Linked DNA regions of Sus scrofa: regions 2 and 3 are each linked to region 1. The links are chromatin contacts, called in public HiChIP or PLAC-seq maps. All regions are on one chromosome and are shown on one strand. The core of a region is the stretch at or near the end of the contact, and the rest is flanking DNA. Distances in the headings are between cores, read along the strand shown. Region 1 has its middle 170 kb from the start of TMCO5A. Region 2 has its middle 110 kb from the start of TMCO5A. Region 3 overlaps LOC106506784 (basic salivary proline-rich protein 2-like).

Region 1 (4,773 bases), core at 396-2,895:
GATTCTAGGATAAACAAAAGTTATATACCACAGTATCAGTAGCAATGCCCCTCACTTTACAGAACTGCTGGATTTCCTCCAAATGACTGAGTATTTCTGTTTCCTTCTGATTTACAATATTTTTTTTTTAGAGCAGCTTTAGCCTTATGTCAGACTGGGTCATTGATATGGAGTAACTATAGCAAATAATTAATGATCCAAATGGGTCACTGAAGGGCAGAATGGAAGTTTCTTGTCTGATTACATTGAGTCAAAAAGTCCATATGAATAATCATGTCTCATATATTTAGATTTATTTATTTTTAAAGGATTTACTTATTTGGAAATACTTGGGATTTGGCAATACCTCTTATTTTAAAAACCTGGAACTGGAGTTCCCGTCATGGCACAGTGGTTAACGAATCCGACTAGGAACCATGAGGTTGCGGGTTCGGTCCCTGCCCTTGTTCAGTGGGTTAACGATCCGGCGTTGCCGTGAGCTGTGGTGTAGGTTGCAGACACGGCTCGGATCCCGCGTTGCTGTGGCTCTGGCGTAGGCTGGTGGCTACAGCTCCGATTGGACCCCTAGCCTGGGAATCTCCATATGCCGCGGGAGCGGCCCAAGAAATAGCAACAACAACAAAAGACAAAAAGGCAAAAAAAAAAAAAAAAAAAAAAAAAAAACCTGGAACTGTCGCATGCCTAGAATTGTTAGTGAGTTTGAAGATTGCAGAGACAAGCACCTGAAGAGAAGAAAGTATCATTATCAAAAATATCACTCCCTACTGAAGATTAAGAAATTACTTCAAAGAGGTAAAAGTGACTTGTTTGTGATCATAGGCTCTGGAATTACAATTGTGTAATCAATTGTATCTTGCACATCCAGAGAATCACTCAAATTCTCTGGATGTGCAAGATAGTCCATAATGTCCCTGGTGTTTTAAGGTTAAGGAAGCCTTCACTTTAGACAGTGACCAGACCCCAGATCACAAGGACATATGAAAGCTAGTTCATCTAATTTGGCAATATTGGAGTAGCCACAGCACATACTGCTTTTCCATTTTTGAAAAATTTAAGGGGAGTTTCCATCATGGCTCAGTGGTTAACAAATCTGACTAGGACCCATGAGGTTGTGGGTTCAATCCCTGGCCTTGCTCACTGAGTTAAGGATCCGGCGTTGCCGTGACCTGTGGTGTAGATCGCAGATGCAGCTTGGATCTGGCGTTGCTGTGGCTCTGGCGTAGGCTGGTGGCTATAGCTCCGATTAGACCCCTACCCTGGGAACCTCCATATGCTGCGAGTGCAGCCCCAAAAAAGACAAAAAAAAAATTAAATTATTAATTTAACTACCCTTTTTTTTTTTCTGTCTTGCTGTTTGTCCAGTAGCCCAGGAAAAAATGAAGAAAAATCCTCTCATTTATCAGATGGCCTATGCTCTTAGTGAGAGTGCCCTGGAAGTTAGGGTAGAGACTTATTTGTCCTCCCTTCCTTTTTTTTTATTTTGGCAATAAAAGGGGAGGGGATGCCTCATTCAGCCAGTCTTTGGCTCCTAAAAATCCAAAAAGCAATGCTATCCACTAGTCTCTGGGCTACTAAGTGCTAGGGTGTCCTGTGTTGACTCAAATTTAAGTCCTTGCAGCTAGGTGGGGCTCTCTAGAGCTGTTGGTCCTGTGAGGTTGCCAGGGCAACTTCAGTCTTCTAAGCTGGAAGCTTCAAGGCATACAAAGAGGAGACTACAGGGCATATTACAACTTACAGGCATGTGTTCAATAACATGTCATCTTTTGGTAACGGGGTTTTTATTTTTATTTTATTTTGTGGGATGGAAAGATCAGAAGCCGGAAATTAGCTGGGGAGGTTTTTTTTTTTTTTTTTTTTTTTTTTTTTTTTTTTAGGAGAAATTAAAGGAGGGGGCACTATTTCTGTTCCTTATGTGGGCAATGGTTAAACAAGGAGAACATCTGGTCCTGGAGTGGGGCTCTGTAGTGCTGCTTTTAATTACCCCATCATTTGGTCTCATGCTAAATTAGTGACTGTGGGAGCAGCTCAGATCTTTAAACTGACAGGCCCGGAGAGCTCCACTTAGCCTGCCACATAGTCAGAGGGGAAACACGGAGCTTCCGGTTTCATAGTTAAACCAGAGATTGACTCATAATTGTAGCTGTCAGGAGGGTGATGGAGACATTATGTAATCTGGTTCTTATAGCGATGTGTGTTTAAGGTTTCTGCTCTGTAAATTCCAGAGGAAATTTGTGTCCACTGAGGGAGAGCTTGATGGCTGCTCTGTGGTGTGCCCTGCAGGATAATGACAGTGCTATTAAAGGTTCCTCAGTCTGCTTGAATCCAAACATGAATGAATCTCTCCCTGAAAGGCCCTCCTGTTTTTCCATAGACTTTTAAATGTGGATGAGGTTAGGTAAAATCTGGTAAACTGCAAAGAGGCAGTATGTTGGCCCCGTAGGGAAATTTAATGATGACAAGCCATTCAAGTCCACATAATCTTTTTTTCTGGACCACATAGTTCCCCCATCATTTCCAGCCTCAGAAATTCTGGAAGTGGACACCAGTTGCTCCTAGAAACAAAGCACTGGGGCTGTGAATCATTTGTTCCTTTTTAATTCTGCTTGTTACTTTCCTCTTGGAGGCCTCTGAGCTGGTATGAATATGTCGGGCAGTCAGGGAAGGTTTGAGACAGACCCAGTGTTTGCTGTTATGGGAGAAAAAAGTCACAAGAGGCTATTTAATTTTAGTCTTAAAGGAATGTGTTGTCAACACTTTTGCTGGAGGGAGACGTGTTTTCATTTGATTGTTCTCTGAATTCAGTTCATTTTATCTGCCTGATAAGGATTCATTGATAGAGAATAGTATTCATATTAGGAGAATAATAGTAAAGACTAAATGAAAACTTAAAAGGTGAATTGGTTTGTTGTGGGGAATGGGGAGGGCCGAACCCCCCCATCAACTCCCTGGTTGCTGGTGTGGTTGGTCTAGAAGGTTCACCTCTACATCTTCACCTTTCCTTCCTCTCATGGAATTTTCCAGAACACCATTACTTGGGGTTCTCTGACTTTTCAATGGCCATCAAAGAAGGCTAATGGTATTTATAATGTAGTTTTAAATAAAGTTAATAACTAAATGTGTGAAAATGTGTCTGTCATTATCTATATTGTAATTGACTGAAGGGGGGATAGTCTACGGTAATTTCTATTTTTTTCTAGAAAAAATAGCAATTAGGATAACTGGATAAATTTGCCAGTTAGTCTGTGGAACACATTACTGGGAATGTGTAATTTTCACTTTTCAAGAAGAAAATTTCAGTTATTTTAATTAGAAATAATAGGATAATATTAATATAGTGTTAAAATAATATGTTTAACATTCTTGTGTATTTGTACACATCTATGTATATTTAAAGGAACAATTAAAAATGTCCCCTATTCTTTTTTTTTTTTTTGTCTTTTGTCTTTTTAGGCCCTCACACTCGGCACCTGGAGGTTCCCAGGCTAGGGGTCCAATTGGTGCTGCAGCCGCCGGCCTACGCCACAGCCATAGCCACGCCAGATCTGAGCCACATCTGTGACCTACACCACAGCTCATGGCAATGCCAGATCCTTAATCCACTGAGGGAGGCCAGGGATTGAACCTGAAACCTCATGATTCCTAGTTGGATTTGTTTCCACTGTGCCATGATGGGAATGCCAAAAATGTCCTCTATTCTTTCACCATCTCAGGCTATGAAATCTTTATTAGGAAACAGTGATAGTATAATGACTTGATTTCTTCTCTCCTGTGAGAATGAAGTTTCATATGAGTATTATACAGTCACCATCACTTGGGACATTGTCATATGACTGCAGGATGATGCAGGCAGGGATGGATAATTTCATGAGCTGTCTTGCCTAAGTTTATTCATTTTCCTAGTCATTGAGAAATTTCCAGAGATAACATGGATTCTTTCCATCAGAAAGTTAGGTGCTGATTTTTCTGTTTTTATTTTCCTTGTACTAGAACTTACAGATAGACTAGGGATTCTCTTCCAATCAAGAGCCATCAGCTAATTGAAAACAATAAATGAAGACAACAAAACACTATTATCCTGGGGTTTAAGCAAGTTAAGCTGAGCATTGGATCTAGTCACCAACAGAACATTTTCCCTTCCTTGCCTTTTCTGATGTCTCTATCCAAACCCAGGCATTCATCCTTGAGGATGAGGGGACTAGTCAGAGGGATAACTGTCAGAGTTAATATATTACTTTTGATTAAAAGAATTAACAGAAATGATACAATAGAACCTATGAAACAAAACAGACTCAAAGATTTTGAAGCCAAACTTATGTTTACCAAAGGGGAAACGTGGGATGTAGGGGGGATAAATTAGGGGTTGGGATTGATATATACACACTGCTATATACAGAACAGAGTGGAATCTAATATATAGCACAAATGAACCTTTCCACAGAAAAGAAACTCAGGGACTTGGAGAGCAGACTTGTGGTTACCAAGAGGAAGAGGGAGGGAGTGGGATGGACTGGGAGTTTGGGGTTAATAGATGCAAATTATTGCATTTGGAGTGGATAAGCAATGAGAACTTGCTGTATAGCATAGGGAACTATATCTAATCACTTGTGATGGAACATGATGGAGGATAATGTGAGAAAAAGAATATATATATATATATATATATATATATATATATATATATATATGTATGTATGACCGGGTCACTTTGCTGTACGGTAGAAATTGAGAGAACACTGTAAATCAACTATAACAGAAAAAATAAAAATCATAAAA
Region 2 (4,712 bases), core at 16-2,515, 65 kb after region 1:
TCTATCCACTGGTTACACAACTTTTCATTTTTTAAAGAGAAGTCCAAAATCTAGGATTTTAGATGGCATCTCCAGAATTTTAATTATTTACAACAAATGCAAATTATAAAGAAAAAACACTGAGCCAAATGAAATGCAACTGCAAATTTGATTGAGCCTGTGAGTCGTCTTTGCTTTGTCCAATTTGTGATAAATGGGAAGATCCTCCCAGACTCATTCTTACTTGTACCCAAGTCATTCTGTGACTGCTGAACTCCTCAGACTTTGTCAACACTTAGTTGTCTCATATGCCATCTTTTCAGTATCCAATTCCTTGCTATTTCAAGGGTAAATTAGGCAATATATTGACCTCATTCATTCTAATGGGAATTTTTGCTAGGGTCTTTCCTTCCTTCTGTGTTTTTATACATACACACACACACACACACACACACATATTTGGCTATGCCTATGGCATGCAGAGGTTCCTGGGCCAGGGATTGAATCTGTGTCACAGCAGTGACAACACCAGATCCTTAACCCACTAGGTCACCAGGTAACCTCAAAGATAGATATTTTAGGGATAAAACTATAGGGATAATATTCATGAGGCTCTCGTCTAAATTGGAGATTTTCCATGGTGGGCCAGAGGGAGATATTTAGGTATAATGGTAAGTGGTACTTTGTGTTTTTTTCCAAGTCACAGATATCAGCAAGCTGCCAGAGTCTAGGGCCAGGTCTGAAAACAGTTTGAACTTACATCACTGTGGTGCATGGTCTTCATCATTATCAGTGTCAGTGTCAGGTATGGGCAGACTTACAAAGGACCATTAACCACTCTTGTTAGTTTTCCCTTTCTAAAGTTGAGGGTGCTTTCAGTGTTGACAAGCACCATGTTTTAAAAAGTTGTTTGTTTATACACCTGGTCACTGGTTCCATTTGGCATGACCTACATTACCTAAGTGCTGTTTGGCATGCTTAATGAGATCCCCACTACCACCTCGAGCTCTTAAAACAGTTAAGTGAAAGATTTAGTTTCCACAAATAGAGGAGACTTGGTCCTATGAGCATATTTTTGTGACTTTCTGGCCTTCTCTGCCCATTGGCCTGGAAGGCACCCACGTTGAGCCCACCTTGTTTTAATTCAGTGACACCAGTGAAATGTCTGCTGTTCCCATCTTGTCAGACTGCCAACAGAACTTACACAAACTCAATGACAAGCCTTACATGGCTAGCTGACCAGCTCTCCCCAGGCTACCCCAGCTCCCTCTCAGGAATAATAAGGTTCTGTGCCAGGACTGTACACATCCAAGATCCCAGTATGAGTCATTCTTTTGCCCCAGGGTCGATAAAGATTGAATCAGTGAGTTGGAAAAAAAGATGGTGATTTGGTTCTTTTTATTCCCCTTGGGAAGTAGGGTGGGGATTAGGACAAACTCATCTATTTTAGATGCTTATTTGCAAAATTCATGTATAGTCCCCTTCCACGAGTGAGGTTTCGACCCTGGTGCACAGCTTTTTCATTAAAGAGAGGAAAGTGGAACTGTTTTCATGTCCTTTTTGGGTAATTCTTTTGAAGCTAGCACCACCGTGTGGATAAAGTGGATGCTGACTTTTCTTTGGCTTGTGTAACTGGCCAGCACTGTGCTTCTGGCAACGTGATTTTGGTATCTTCTCGCCTGTTTTCATCTTTTCTGAGTCATCGCAGAGCAGCATAGTGATAGAAATATTTTTTGCAGCAGTGTCATACAGTGTTGGGCTCTCAAGGATCTTGTGCTTGTACAAAATGACTGAACCACATATGCAGGAAGACGACAGTGGCAGATTCACAGAACAGCTTTGTATCAGGCAGAGTGTAAATTAGATACCAAGTTTGGGGTTAGCCACTGGGCTCCAAAGTGGATGTTACCAATATGGACTCTGTAATAAACATCAGGATCTGTTCTGAGGCAACTTTCTGATCTTTATTACCCAAGAGCTGCAGGCTGAATCAGAGGAAAAGAAGAGATGTAAAAATCTGCTGGTAGGGTACAAAAGCATTTTACTAAACCACATGGTTTGCTTCCTGTGGGGTGGGAAAGTGAGGTGGAGCCTCTCAAGACTCTTTCAGGATAATGAAGAGGAAAGAAAAGAACAAGATAGGCCAGTTCTATTGACTGTGGTTTTAAGTCCTAAGAGCATGGAGGGAAGTGGCTAGCAAAGAGAGGACAAAGTCTTTTACCTCGATAGTGGCTTTTTTTGGTGGTGTGGCACCAAGATTCCTGGAGAGGGGTGAACCTGCTTCTTCTTGAGGGGTCAGTTCATTTCCAAATGGGCTGGTGTGTGTTTATTGGGATTGGGCTCTAACAGGTGAAGCTAGGGAAAGGTGCTACTTATAAAGATCTGGCACTATTTAACTCCCAATAGGCCACTCTTCCAGTCTTATTCGTCATGTAGTCTGCTAATGCCAAAGAGAAGTTTTACCACATTTAAAACAGAAAGCTGGAGTTCCCGTCGTGGCGCAGTGGTTAACGAATCCGACTAGGAACCATGAGGTTGCGGGTTCGGTCCCTGCCCTTGCTCAGTGGGTTAACGATCCGGCGTTGCCGTGAGCTGTGGTGTAGGTTGCAGACGCGGCTCGGATACTGCGTTGCTGTGGCTCTGGCGTAGGCCAGTGGCTACAGCTCCGATTAGACCCCTAGCCTGGGAACCTCCATATGCCGCGGGAGCGGCCCAAAGAAATAGCAAAAAGACAAAAAAAAAAAAAATAAAACAGAAAGCTGTGATTGTAGAAATTTGGAAGAGTGAACAACAAAGCAGGATGGAGTTCCTGCTATGGGGCAGTGGGTTAAGGATCTGGTGTTGCTGGAGGGTGTAGGTCATAGCTGTGGCTATGATTCCATCTATTGCCCAGGAAGTTCTATATGCTGCAGGTGTGGCCAAAAACAAACAAACAGACAGATAACAACAAAAAATCAGGATATACTAACATCCTTCTTTTTGATGAGCTACTAAATTGATAGGAAAATTGTCCTTGCCACCCACCACTCACTAATGCCTTTATATATCTCTATTTTCCTTCCCATAACTGGCCTGGCTCCTGCAGCTGTAGGCATTAATGTATTTGGGATTTCACATTGAAGGAGGGTCTTGTGGCTGAATATGGGCTGATGCCAATCTGTAGGGAGTTTCAAGGGGCATGTGGTCAAACATTCATCTATAGAAGACCATTTATCAAACTTAAGTGTGACAAGAATCTGAGTGGGCCAGCTAATATATTAAGTGCAGATTTAGGATTAGATTAGGATTATAACATAGGTAAATAGAGGATAGAAAAATAGAGAAGATCAACGAAATCAAGTTAGTTCTTTAGAAAGGCGACATAATTGACAAACTTTTAGTTAGATGACTGAAAGAAATCAAATAACTACTGGCATTACTACTGATGCTACAAAAATTAGTAAGAGAATACTGAGAACAATTGTATGCAAAAAATTGGATAACTTAGATAAAATGGGCAAATCCTAGAAACATAAAACCTGTCCAGACTTGATCATGAAAACCTAGAAAACCTATTCTATAGAATAGATCTATAACAAGTCAGGAGATGGAATCAGTAATAAAATCTCCCCCAAAAGGAAAGCCCTGGACCTGATGGCTTCACTGTGAATTTCAGCAAACACTTGAAGAAGAACCAGCACTAATCATTCTTAAACTTTTCCAGAAAAGGGAAGAGGAAAGAAAACTTTCTAACTCATTGTGAGACCAGCATTTTCCTGATATCAAAGTCATACAAAGACATTATAAGAGAAGAAAACTATAGACTAATTTCCCTTGTGAACACTGATGAAAAAAAAAACTGAATAAAGTACTGGCAAATCAAATCCAGCAGCATGTTAAAATAATTATGCACCAGGACCAAGTGGGATTTATTCTTGGAATGCAAACATGATTCAACATGTGAAAAACTGATCGATATAATATACCACATTAACAGAATGAAGGGAAAAAACCTACATGATAATCTCAAATGATACAGAAAATGCATTTGACAAAATTCAACATCTTTTCATGATTAAATAAAAACACTCAATGAACTAGGATTAGGAGCAAACCACCTCAACATAATTAAAAATAGTTGCAACACTTACAGTGTACATCATACTCAGTGGTGAAAGATTGAAAGCTTTTCCTCTAAAATCAGGAATAAGGCAAGGATGCCAACTTTTATCATTTCCATTCAATATAATTCTAGAGATATTAGCCAGAGAAATTAGACAAAAATAAGGAATAAAAGACATCCAAATGGGAAAAAGAAATAAAAGTTATCTCTCTTCTCAGATAATATGATCTTATATATAGAAACCCCTAAAGATTCCACACCAAAAAACCCATTAGAACTAATAAATTTAGCAAAGTAGCAGGACACAAATAAATACATAAACATCAGTTTCATTTCTAGACACTAACAATGAACAATTCAGAAAAGGTAATTAACAAAACAATCCCATTTACAGTAGCTTCCAAAAGAATAAAAGTCTTAGGAATTAGCTTAATCAAGGAACTTAAAGGCTTATACACTGGAAACTGGAAAACATTGCTGAAAGAAATAAAAGAAGACATAAATAAGTGGGAAGCCATCTCATGTTCATGAATTAAAATAACTAATTTTGTTAAGCTGTCAATATTCCCCAGAGTGATCCACATCTTCAGTGAAATTCCTAACAAAATCTTGATTTTTTTTTTTTTGACCG
Region 3 (4,352 bases), core at 134-2,633, 89 kb before region 1:
TAAAGCCATACCTTCCATGATAGGCTAAGCACAAAGTGTAAAGAAAGAAGTAGGTGCACTTTGATATTGTTGACAAAAATTCTTAACTCTTTTGACTCTTGTTCCTTTTCCTCTGCCTATCTCAAAAGTTCAAGAAGACAAATCCACGGGTCCCTCTTCCAACTACTTGCCCTGTTTCCTGCTGTCTTGCTTTTGCTTAAGCCTCTCTCTCTTTGAAATGCCTTTCTTCTATTCCTTCTTCACCTGGTGAACTCATCACATTGTGCAATTTTCCCAACAGTCCTTCCTTTAGACAGAATTAATTGATTGTTTTTAAATGCTTACACCTCATCTTGAACATATTTTAATGGTAATTCTTATCAAACTCCATTATAGCCAGTTGTTTTCACAGTCGTGGTCTCTGCCAGATCAATCCAACAAACATTTAATGAGTGGCCATGACTGCCAGGCCTTGGGTTAAGCAACACAAAAATGAATCACATTCTCTCTACCTTCCCTTTAGGAGCTCATATTGCAGTGGGAAAGACAGACAAATCATTATAACATCCCTGGAGAGATGCTATAAAATATAGATAGAGAATGCTAAGGAAAACTCTAAGTGCTTAGGGCTGTTATTTAACACGGAAATACTTAATTTATGGATGTCATAATCATCCTCAATTGTAAAGGGAATCTGGGTTAACTGGATAAATAGTTAATCTTTGTCAAAATGCTCTTTCAGAAAAGTCTTACCATTATAGTTGGAAACAATATTCTGTCTATGATCAACTATAGTTCACCTGCAGAATGGTTACTGTGATGATATGAGCTGTGCAGAACCTTTTAAAATTTTGTGCTCTCTTCAAAAGTTTGGACAAATTTCTAAGATTTCAGGTGCCAATTCCCAGGTGCAGAAGGAAAAAAATACTGGGGTTTGAATTTATTAGATTTGGATCCGAACCTCGGTTTTATTGTTTATTAATTAAGTGGCTAAGTTACTTGCTTTCTAGGAGCATCAATTTCTTCATAAAATGAGGATAAAAATCAATACAATCACATGATGGTATGGATGATTAAATAAGACAGTGCATGCAAATCACTACATATGGTGCCCGCTGGCACATAAAAAAAACTCAGTAAATGTTGGTTTCCCTCTATGTACTTCCCCAAACGAAAAAAGAACAGGTTGGTCCAGAGCCAGAGAGAAAATGCCAAAAGGACTTTAGGAGCAGATAGCAGTTACTTGCTCCTCTTTTGATCTGTTAAGTAGTATCATTGCCCAACTTGCTGAGCTTGTCCAGCAGCTGAAGGGTTAATTTTCAACTCTAATTCCCTCTCCAAGTTTAGACTCAGGCCACTTGGGTTCAGAGTTTCCTGCGTCCAGGATGAGCAGAATTCCTGGCCTTCCTCCTTCAGTGCTAAGCTCCCAAGGCTGGCAGCTGGAGGCGTGCTCCTGATTTCTTTCCCTCTCCAACACCACACCAGGCCATTTGGAGAGGAGAAAGAAGGTTGTTTAATCTGCAGTTCAATAAATATATCAGCGCTGGGCAGACAGCAAGGACTTGTAAAATGAAAGAGGAAGGGCTTTCTGTTTCGTGTCTGGCTCCCCCAAACCCTGAGCAATCTGTTCCTGTTTAAAACAAAAAGCAAAACATGTTTCCTCAAACTGGTTTAAAAGAATAGTGATGACTAAGGCAGTATATTTATTTCAGCTGTCACAGGAGTCATGAATTCCTGGATTTTCTTTAAGAATTCTACCGTATTTTTACATCATTCCCTTCCTGGGACTCCTGAAAGAAATTCTTTTTTGGATATTAAGATGCCAGGGGAGCAAGTTCTCAATTCTGAAGCATTTCCTTGCTCAAAAAGTTTAGAACAGTTTGTGGAAATGCATACAGATCTGAAGATGGTGAGCGAGGTTAAAAAAATTAAAAAGACAAATGGAATTTACATTCATTCATTTAATAAATAATCATTATGCACCTATTGTGTCCCAGGGATCATAGATACAGTTTTGTGTTAACAAAGCTGAACAGGATGTATCTGACTCCTCCTGTTCCTTAACAGCCTGGGGGACTGCAGACAAGTAAATATATCATCACAATGTAATGTGATAAAAGCTCTGCTAGTAGAAGTGCAAGGCTACCTAGGGGAGGACTCAGAGATCCAAAGGATAAGCAGCATTTAGCCAATTGAAGAGAGTTGTGGGTGCAAAGGGTGTTTGTTGTAGGCAGAGGGAATAGCATATCTTAAGGCTTAGACATAAGAAAGAGTGGAGTGGGTTTGAGGAATTAAACTCCTTGCAATGTTATCTGGATCACAAATGTAGCAGGAGGATAGCTGGAGATGAAGTTGGCAGGATACCTACTGACTTCCCCTCGGGAGCTTGATGCTGGTAAAGTGTGAATTTAGGGTTGGAAGGAAGGTAAAACTCCATGCAGATTTTGGGCCCAAGCCATCTACTTGAACAGAGACTTGCCAAGAGATGTGTATAATATGATACCTTGTTTCCCAGTTTACTCTTGTTTCGTGTGTGAATAATTTCCAAAGGAAACTCGAGGGATGTTTGATAGGGCTAGGTTGAGATATTCCTCACCCCACTTGCTAAATTTCAGAACTTCATCTCAGGCTTCAAATCCTGGGATGTTGGCATCCTTGAAAGATGGAATCCACTGTTCGGGGTGTCAAGTAATAAATGGAAGATGAAGAGAGCGTGATGGGAATGAGTCCTAGATAGAAGGGCTTCTTGAGCCCTTAGCTGAGGATCAATAGGTATCAATTATCTTTGTCTGGCCTTTATGGGTTGAGGGATGAGGAAGTGAGAAAATGCCAGGAGAACAGATCTTTGAATGATGAGCAACTTAAATACTGATTAGAACCATGCCACATGTGGCCATTTTAACACTTGCTACCTTAAAAATGCAGCATGGGTTTGCTTCCATTAAAAATACAATTTTTGGGAGTTCCCTTGTGGTGTAGAGGGTTAAGGATATGGCATTGCCACAGTAGTGGCTTGAGTCACTGTGATAGTATGGGTTCAGTCCCTGGTTCAGGAACTTCCACATGCCACATGAGGCACAGCCAAAATAAAAACAAACAAACAAACAAACCAACAAACAAAAATACAATTCTCTATTCTTCCTAGGATACTCACGGATAGTCATCTTAAGAGTAGTCATGAAATTAGAGAATTAGAAAGACTTCAGGGATCTTTTAGTCCAATAGCTTTATCTTAGAGATATGGGTTCTCTGTTTCAGACAAGTGAAATGGTAGAAAGTCTGGCTCCTGTCTCAGAGCTTTTATACTTGCTGTTCCCCTGTCTCCTCACCTCCACTTTGCTTACCACCTCATTATTCAGGGTTCTGCTCAGGACTTATTGAATTCCCTAATTAAAATAGCTTCTGATTAGTTTTTCTAACTACCTTTACCTGTTTTATTGAACTACTGTTTTCTTATTTATTGGCTGTCTCTTTCACTAAAATTTAAGTAAGAATTTATCTTAATCATTCTCTGTCCCCAGCACTTAAAACAGGTCCAGGAAAATAACAGGACTCAATAAATATATTTTTTAAATTTATGAATGAATAAAAAGTATTACTCCATTCCTTCTCAAATATTTAAAAAAAATTATTTTATGGCTGCACTCGCAGCATATGGAAGTTCCTGGGCCAGAGATTGAATCTGAACCACAGCTCTGATATGACCTATGCTATAGCTGCAGCAACAGCCGATCCTTGAATCTACTGCATCAGGCCAGGGATCAAACCTGTACTTATGCAGCGACCGGAGCTGCTGCAGTTGGATTCTCAACCCACTGTGGCAGGGCGGGAACTCCCTTCTTAAATTTTAATGAGCATATGAATCACCTGGAGATCTTATTAAACTCCAAATTTGACTGAGAATATCTTGGATTCTGAGATTGTACAGTTCTGAGAGGATCTCAGGTGATGCCAATGATTCAGATCCATGGAGTACATTCTAAGGGCTCTATTGCATCTGTGTTCCTGAAGCAAAAGTTAAATTAGCTTTGCCAGAACACTCTTTTTATAGTCTACTTAAATACATACGATTTAGTCTTACTTTTTCTTTCTAAACAAAGAGTAGGAGTGAAGTTGCATTTTCCCCCAACATTTTATTACTAAAAATTTCAAACATAAAGCTAAAAGATTTTTTGTTGTTGTTGCTATTGTTTTTTGGCTGCCCCTGTGACCTATGGAAGTTTCCTGATCAAGGATTGAACAATAATTGTTTTTTGGGAGGTTTACCAGCATCCAAGTCCTCCCCAGTTGTGACAATCAAAAATGCCTCCAGACATTGCTGAATGTCACCTAGGGAACAAAGTTGCCTCTGTTTGAGAACCACTGAACTATAG

Evidence for each region. HiChIP or PLAC-seq counts read pairs in DNA pulled down with a chosen protein or histone mark.
Region 2: a contact with region 1 is called in an H3K27ac HiChIP or PLAC-seq map of alveolar macrophages. The contact joins two enhancer-like sites. A contact is called at or near these places in 1 of 5 promoter capture datasets (liver), 3 of 47 Hi-C or Micro-C datasets (blood, embryonic fibroblasts and skeletal muscle) and 1 of 2 datasets of contacts at active chromatin or transcription factors (alveolar macrophages).
Region 3: a contact with region 1 is called in an H3K27ac HiChIP or PLAC-seq map of alveolar macrophages. The contact joins two enhancer-like sites. A contact is called at or near these places in 1 of 5 promoter capture datasets (liver), 2 of 47 Hi-C or Micro-C datasets (heart right ventricle and skeletal muscle) and 1 of 2 datasets of contacts at active chromatin or transcription factors (alveolar macrophages).

What each region holds. Positions count from the first base shown.
Region 1 is chr1:133,206,721-133,211,493 of Sscrofa11.1, forward strand. No RefSeq gene overlaps it. Among named protein-coding and RNA genes, the nearest start is that of TMCO5A, 170 kb to the right of the region's middle. Within about 2 kb of position 1,646, at least 17 of the 83 cell types and tissues checked have an H3K27ac peak or open chromatin away from gene starts, as enhancers often do. A contact at or near this core is called in alveolar macrophages, where this site is marked.
Region 2 is chr1:133,272,531-133,277,242 of Sscrofa11.1, forward strand. No RefSeq gene overlaps it. Among named protein-coding and RNA genes, the nearest start is that of TMCO5A, 110 kb to the right of the region's middle. Within about 2 kb of position 1,266, at least 20 of the 83 cell types and tissues checked have an H3K27ac peak or open chromatin away from gene starts, as enhancers often do. A contact at or near this core is called in alveolar macrophages, where this site is marked.
Region 3 is chr1:133,118,113-133,122,464 of Sscrofa11.1, forward strand. The region is part of intron 2 of LOC106506784 (basic salivary proline-rich protein 2-like); the gene reads left to right. Among named protein-coding and RNA genes, the nearest start is that of SPRED1, 100 kb to the left of the region's middle. Within about 2 kb of position 1,384, at least 27 of the 83 cell types and tissues checked have an H3K27ac peak or open chromatin away from gene starts, as enhancers often do. A contact at or near this core is called in alveolar macrophages, where this site is marked.